Regions from separate parts of the Neogale vison genome. Here region 1 is linked to region 2. Evidence: chromatin contacts called from public Hi-C data. All regions are on one chromosome and are shown on one strand. Each heading gives the region's core, a stretch centred on a gene start, on an enhancer-like site or on the middle of the called end of the contact. The rest is flanking DNA. Distances are from core to core; before and after follow the strand shown. Region 1 holds the start of PPP2R3C (serine/threonine-protein phosphatase 2A regulatory subunit B'' subunit gamma). Region 2 holds the start of NFKBIA (NF-kappa-B inhibitor alpha).

What was found. A called contact is a pair of places that touch in the nucleus more often than the background predicts.
Region 1: a contact with region 2 is called in a Hi-C map of muscle, with 4 times the contacts expected there. The contact joins the promoter of PPP2R3C here to the promoter of NFKBIA in region 2. A contact is called at or near these places in 2 of 3 Hi-C or Micro-C datasets (muscle and tongue).

The regions. Positions count from the first base shown.
Region 1 is chr13:62,529,620-62,533,329 of ASM_NN_V1, forward strand. It overlaps PPP2R3C (serine/threonine-protein phosphatase 2A regulatory subunit B'' subunit gamma), which reads left to right and starts at 1,757. Exons shown (of 13, transcript XM_044231434.1): 1 at 1,757-2,011. The coding sequence starts at 1,963. LOC122894081 (mitochondrial ribonuclease P catalytic subunit) reads right to left here and starts at 1,524. Exons shown (of 8, transcript XM_044231430.1): 1 at 1,331-1,524; 2 at 1-989. The coding sequence starts at 694.
Region 2 is chr13:62,274,932-62,278,931 of ASM_NN_V1, forward strand. NFKBIA (NF-kappa-B inhibitor alpha) reads left to right here and starts at 2,042. Exons shown (of 6, transcript XM_044230766.1): 1 at 2,042-2,376; 2 at 3,014-3,122; 3 at 3,451-3,661; 4 at 3,950-4,000. The coding sequence starts at 2,150.

The DNA of each region.
Region 1 (3,710 bases), core at 507-3,006, 250 kb after region 2:
GCAACAAAGCTTCTTTCCATCTATCTGAGTGGACTAATCCCTGGATGAGGAGAGTATAGGCTCCAGGTTCTAATCTCCTATATCTGGCTTTCATGATCTCATAGACATCAATAACTTCCGATGTCTGCTTATGAAAGACGCAGAGATACAAATACCTGACCAGCAAATCATAGCCTACAATACCGTTGTTTTTTGCAGCTACCCAGGCTAACAGAGATTTGGCCACATCTACAGAGCTATGGGAGTGTGCCATTTGTGAAATAATCCAGCTTGCAAAATTAGCTTTTCCTTTGAAATCTTCCTTGAGTTTATCCCACTCTTCTGAATTCAAAGGTTTTGTTGGAAGTTGAATAGTGTTCCTTACAGGTGGCAAGGCATGATCTTCCCCGAGAGGATTCATCTGTGATCTCTTCCTAGCCGCTCCAGCTGCAAACAGATGGGAATCAGAAGAAACTTCCTTATTACTGCCTTCATCTCCTTTCCTGCCGTATCTGGACTTGGCAACCAGCAGATTCACTGCTTTAGTATTTTGTGCAGACACTGTTTTAAGAGAAAACCACTTCTGTTGCTCCCGGATGCCATAACGGTCTTTGAGAAAGAGAGAGAGGAAAGAGTGCCCCAGGCTTAGGCCAAGGTATGGATTGCTCTTCCAAAGCTTGGGAAAGCTTCGAATACCCGTGAAACACAAAGTCATCGTGCAGTGAGATCAGCACTAGACAGGATGGTGTTCACAAAACCCCTACTTCTACAGCATAATTAAGGAACTGGGAGTGGGGGCGGAGAATCGAAGCACCACTTCTTAAAAGATGATTTTCAGTTTCTCACAGACAAATCAGGGGTCTGCTTTTGGGGCTACCTAACGCAACGAAGTCTGCTGAGTTCTTGCCGTTAAACAACCATCCGGGGACATCCGACATCGGTCGCCAAGTTCTAAAACCTGGGGACAGGGTAGGAATCCTCCGGTGTCTGATATATTCCACACGGTGAACCTGAGGAAAAAGCACAAGGAGGCCCGTCCAGTTTGATTCGCGTGGAACACAACAGCCCTTGAAAAAGAGGCATGATCCCAGGGGAGCCTTGCTGAACGAGGGACGCCCCAACCCCAGACCTGGGAGCAGCATGGACGGCGGCGAAAGCCAAAATCTAGCGGCCCTGGGCCGGCATAACAACCCTCCCAGGCCGCCAAACACGTCAGGTGATGATATGAGGGCGGGGGCGTTGGGGAGAGAGCCGAACTGACAATTCAAGTAAGGAAGTGGGATTCACGAAGGGCACTGCCGGCCGTGTACAGACCGCTTAGAAACTAAGTTCCCTCCATTCAACAACTCACCTCAGCACTCACGCTTAAGGCAACCATAAACACGACGGAACTACCGCATCCACAATGCACCGCAAGGGCCCAGGCCCCGGGGCGTGGCCGAACCCCAAGCAGGCGTTCCGCCGGGCCGGAAGGCGATAGAAACACAATTGTGAAGCTGTTAGTGGCAGAAGGGGCTGTTGAGGACGTCTACTACGTTCAGGGAAACTTTAGGGCCTCTAGATATCTGCAGTGAGCGATGAAAAGAAATTGTGAAGCAAAAAAGCTCTTCCTCAGGCCGGAAGCGCCGTAGGACTCTGGAATCACGTGGTACACAGGCGCCAAAGTCCCAAGTTAAAGAAATAAATACGTGGGCTTCTTTATCCTGCACCTTTAAAATTGGACTTCGGGAAGCTGGGCTCTGCCTAACAGATCACTTTTCGGTCTGTTTCAGGTCGGCGTTCCCCGCTGTTAACTTGATCGCCGTATTCTACGCAGTAGCTATAATGGGTTTCTGCCTGGTTAGCCCACTTCCGCCCGTGTCCAAGATGGCGCTCGAGCGATCCTGACCTTTACGGGGTTGGGCGGTGATTGCAGTCTGAGCTAGTAGGGGGTGGAGCGGTTAGTGAACTGCAAATGCAGGAGCTGCTGCGCGGGAGTCAGCGATGGACTGGAAAGAAATTCTTCGCCGGCGGTTAGCGTCGCCCAGCACAGGTACCTACAGTGAGTTTGGGAGGGGCTGCTTCCAGAGTTAGGTCGGCCCTAAACTCCAGCAGGTAGGGGGGAGGTCGGGGAGGAGCAGCCTCTGGGAGCCTCGCTTTACGCTTCTATAAAAGCTCTCTTGACAAAGGCGGATGGGACGTGATTTAGGGGTACTGAGAGGTTTGACCCGCACTTCCCGGGAAAAGGTTTGCGGGAATGAAGAATTATCTTAGCACTCAGTTACGTGGCCTTGACTGAGGCTTTTGAGGGATAATTGAGGACCCCGGTTCCAACCGTTCTTCGATCCTACTACAACCTATAACCCACTGATTGATCTTAATGCCTTTTTACTAACACTTTTCACTTCCCTTCTTATACATTTTAGATTTTATAATCAATTTTTCTTTATTCTTTTCTCCCCTCCTTCACATTTGCTTGTTAACCAGCCTGGCTGAAGCTCTTATTCCACATGTACCCCCGGGGCAGCCGAAAGTGGCTGGAGAAAAACGGAACCGTGGTCAATTGTCTCACTTTGAATTCATGTCCTCTAACCTAAAGCAAGTGTCTCGGTTATTCATTTGCACGTATTCCGCGTTTCCCTCCGTATTCATTCTCCTACACTCTAAGGCAGTTTTCATCTTCCAGACCTCTAGTATCTTTAGTTGATGAGCTTGTGTATATATTTGAGAAAGTCAGTGCAAAGAAAAAAAACCCACTTTTCCCCACTTACCGTTTCTATCAGGCCTTTCCCCACGCTAGATCCTTTTTCCCCACCCTAGATACTTTGCCTTTACTGTTCAAAATGAACTGTCCATATTCGTATTTGAGACAATTCCTCCACTCCAACAGCAGATCGTGTTCCCTTTCTTTTATTCACTGACTTCACTCTGTTCTTACTTTCTCTCTCATATATCATCAAGTTTTTCTTCTCCACTAGATCATTTCCATCAGCTTTGACAAACATGCTGTAATATACTCCATGTAAGAAATATCATTTCAGGGGCGCCTGGGTGGCTCAGTGGGTTAAAGCCTCTGCCTTCGACTCAGGTCATGATCCCAGGGTCCTGGGATCAAGCCCCTCATCAGGCTCTCTGCTCAGCAGGGAGCCAGCTTTTCCCTCCCCTCCCTGCCCCCTGCCTCTCTGCCTACTTGTGATCTCTGTCAAATAAATAAAATCTTACAAAAAAAAAAAGTCACTTGTACTTTCTCCTCTCCTTTTTTTTTTTTTTTTGGCTGTCAATAAAAGGTATTTTTATTGAAGTAAATTTGCTTTATTTTTTTAAAAATTTTTTGTTTAAATTCAATTATTTAACAGATAATATATTACTGGTTTCAGAGGCACAGGTTTGTGATTCATCAGTCTTATATAATACCCAGTGTTCATTAAATCCCATGCCTTCCTTAGTGTATATCACCCAGTTACCCCTCCCTCTATCCTCCCTTCCCTCTAGCAACCCTGTTTGTTTCCTATAATTAAAGTCTCTTGGGCGCCTGGGTGGCTCAGTGGATTAAGCCGCTGCCTTCAGCTCAGGTCATGATCTCAGGGTCCTGGGATCGAGTCCCGCATTGGGCTCTCTGCTCAGCAGGGAGCCTGCTTCCTCCTCTCTCTCTCTGCCTGCCTCTCTGCCTACTTGTGATCTCTCTCTCTATCAAATAAATAAATAAATAATATTTTTTTAAAAAAATTTTTAAAAAAGTCTCTTATGTTTTT
Region 2 (4,000 bases), core at 792-3,291:
CCATTTGGTCTCATTTCTACATGGAGTTTTCAAAAGCGTAAATACTACAACTGCTTTGGCCCCATGATTAATATGTTAGGATAGAAATTAGATAAACTGTCACGGGGTGCCGAGGTAAATTTCTCTGCATTTCAGTTCCTTTTGGGGAAAATAGGAATGATACCTATCTTACAAGAGGAGTTCTGAGAATGAACAATGTATTGCAAAAAGTGTTGGGAGTCCTTCCAAAAACTTACACTACTTCCAAGAGACATAGTCACCCTTAAGCAGCTATCTATGTGTTTGTGGACAAGCAATACCATTTTTAAGCAGGAAAAAAACCTTTAAATGACATTGATTGAATCTTATGATCAGAGCAGGTAGACCACAGCAAAGTTAACTGATCTCCCCAATTAATATGCAGTTAATTAGAGGTGGAGTCGGAAGGGAGATGATCTACGTATAGCCACTGCTCTATCCTGCTTCCATAAGGGTTTTTGTATATCATGTGCCTGCAGAGACAATGGAGTCTGTCCTTGGAAAGCTTTCATTATAAACATGTGATCATTATGACCCTGAAGGTTTTAGGTCTTGATTTTAGGGTTTTCCCCTATTTTTTTCTCACTCCCCCTGACCCAGGTTCCCTACATTCAGATAGAGGATTGGAGAAAGAAGAGATGAGCAAACGGCTGGTTAGTACACAGCCAGTTAAGTTAAAGATGAATGCAACACAATCACCAGAACTTTCTGCATAACTATAGAGGCTCCTGGGGCTCATCCCTAAAAACTCTGACCCAATTGCTTTATTTTGCCTGAACCGGTTCTAGAAGTAGACAAATTCAATTAGAGGCTTGCAGGTTAGGAGAAGGGGGTGGAGTGGGAACATAAGTTCTATTTCTGCAGGTGAAACCAGAAGATGGGGAGCCTGGATATGTCCAACTGCTGCCCTCCCCAGGGCAGGAGAGCAAGGAGCTAGCAAAGGGGGTAATCTAGTAATCTCTTGTAGCAGGCTTAGCAACTACTTTCTTAGCCATCCTTAAGTCCCAATCTTGGGTAAGGCACTGCTCACCCTATTCTTCAGCCTCTTCCAAATGCTTCTGGAAAGTCACCCAGCTGGGCACCCAGAAGTAAGCTGAGGATCCATTCTTTGCAGCAGCACAGTGCAAATCAGGGACCATGACCTCGATAATTCTTTTGTTCATCCAGGGTAGCTAGCTACAACTTCTACTACAAAGATCAACACTTTGCTTTACTTGGAAAAAATTATGGTCATGTTCAGCATTTTGCCTGAATACAGGGCAGAGTGTTTGCCCCTCCTCCAGCCACCAGGACTGTCAATCCCGAGGAAATGATTGAGGGTTCTCCAACCACTGGTCTCTTAATGCCAAAGCATTCACATTCACAACTTCTACGGGGGGGGGGGGGGTTTGCTGGGGAGGGCTAAGTGTCCCTGCGCTGCAGAGAGCCTGGTATTGGTAGGAAGGCAGAGGCAGCCTGCGACCTTCTAACCCGCCAGTGCGTCCTTTCCCGCAGCGAGAAGTGTGGGGAAGCAAATCCCGACGTCCAGCCATCATTTCCACTCGAGTTTTCGAAAAGATCAAGAATCGGAAAGGACCGGCGGGTCGGCAAACCCCACGGAGGAACTGCACAACAGGTCTGCGTTCACTGGGATCTCAGCAGTCCACGACCCCAAATCGAATCGATCGTGGGAAACCCCAGGGAAAGAAGGCTTCTTGCAGAGGGACGGGATTACTGAGTGCAAGCAGCAGGGAAGTACCGGGGTAGGGGACCTTAGTCGGGAGGACTTTCCAGCCACTCAGCGTTCATCAAAAAAGTTCCCTGTACATGACCCCAGTGGCTCATCGCGGGGAGTTTCTCTGATGAACCCGAGTCAGGGTTTAGGCTTCTCCCCCCGCCCCCACCCCCGTCTCCCTCCCGAGCAGAGGACGAGGCCAGTTCTCTTTTCTGGTCTGACTGGCTTGGAAATTCCCCGCGCCTGACCCCGCCCCGGAGAAATCCCCTGCCAGCGTTTATAGGGCGCCGCGGCGGCGCTGGCGAGCCCACAAGAGTCGCAGCCAGCGGTCCTCCCCTCCGTGACACTTAGAGGCAGCGAGCGCGCAGCCCGCGGCCGAGCGCACCTGGGCAGCAGCGCCACAGCTTCCCCCGCGCCATGTTTCAGGCCGCCGAGCACAACCAGGACTGGGCCATGGAGGGTCCCCGGGACGCGCTCAAGAAGGAGCGCCTGCTGGACGACCGCCACGACAGCGGCCTGGACTCCATGAAGGACGAGGAGTACGAACAGTTGGTGAAGGAACTGAAGGAGATCCGCCTCGAGCCGCAGGAGGCGCCGCGCGGCGCCGAGCCCTGGAAGCAGCAGCTCACCGAGGACGGAGACTCGTAAGTGCCGCGGGGCCGGGTGGGGACGCCGGGCCTGCAGCGCGAGGCGCGCGAGGCGGCCGCAGACCGGGATTTATGCTCCGCCGCCCGCCATCTCCCGGAGGCCGTGCAAAGCGGAGGGATGCGCGTAGGGGCCGGGGGATGGGAAATGAGGGTCGGATCCCGGGGCTGCCGTGCAGCAGCTCTGCCTTGCAGACGCGCATGCCTTCCCCTCCCCCCCTCCACCCCGGGCCCGGGCCGGGTCTTCTCGGCGCTCGGCGGGGGCGGGGCGGCGGCGGGGACGCGAAGTCCCCTCTTGCATAAGGGAGAGTCGGGGGGCGGGGGGAGGGTAGGCTGGAGTTTCTGCCCCGCTGGCGGGCGCCTCGCGGCCGGGAGGGGAAGTACAGGGCGTTCCGGCCCGGCGGGAGGGCGGGGCGGTCTGACCGGCGCCCGCCGAGAAGGGTGGTGGTGGGGGGGGCGCCCGGAAAGTCCCTGGGCGCCTGCCAGGAACACTCAGCTCATAATAACCTCGCGGAAAACACCGCGGCCTCGGCCTCCAGAAACCCCGGCCTTGCGCAATCCCCCGCAGCCCGCGCCTCCCTGGGCCCCACGCAATGCACTCACCAGCCCTGGGGGTTTTTCCCTCTGTTCCCCTTAGGTTCCTGCACTTGGCCATCATCCATGAAGAGAAGGCACTGACCATGGAAGTGATCCGCCAAGTGAAGGGCGACCTGGCCTTTCTCAACTTCCAGAACAACCTGCAGCAGGTGCGCCGGCCTGCCCAGCCCCGTGCCTCTGACCTAGTAATAAAGCTGGATCTAGCACAGCTGCTCCCAACCTTTCGTCGATTAACAATCACGGGTCATTATCTTCCCTGACCTTTTATGCAAGGTCCTAGAGAGGAAAGAAAATTCCATTGATTTGGTGAGGCCTTTGTGAAAGCCCACCTGGAGCCTCTGGGATTTGTATTGCCCCTCAGACCTGTTTGGGAAGAGCAACAGTCAAAGACCAGGAGATCTCTGGGGTTCAAGGGAGGACAAGACTCTGAGTTTGGGCCATGGCTTACCCTCTTTCTGTTCCCTCTTCTGTTTGTAGACTCCACTCCACTTGGCTGTGATCACCAACCAACCAGAAATTGCTGAGGCACTTCTGGGAGCTGGCTGTGATCCTGAGCTCAGAGACTTTCGAGGAAATACCCCCCTACACCTTGCCTGTGAGCAAGGCTGCCTGGCCAGTGTGGGAGTCCTGACTCAGACCTGCAGGACCCAGCACCTCTCCTCCATCCTCCAGGCCACTAACTACAATGGTACGTCTGCCTGCCCTACCCCCTGCCCATCAGAAGGCAGATGACTTGGAGAAGGGGGAGGTGGGCCAACTTTAGGAATCCAGGCGAGAGTAGAAACTCTCAGCACCAGAGAGGATGAGAAAATACACGTAAAAGGCCTGTTTGATGCCTTAATAAAGTCCATTCAGAGCCCAGATTCTGGGTTCTCCAAAATCAGAAGTATTTGCCCCCTACCAGAATAGGTGGAAAGCTGTGCTTGAGATCTGAGGGTTGAAACAAGTGATTATACTTTTTTCATCATTCTTCTAGGGCACACGTGTCTACATTTAGCCTCTATCCATGGTTACTTGGGCATTGTGG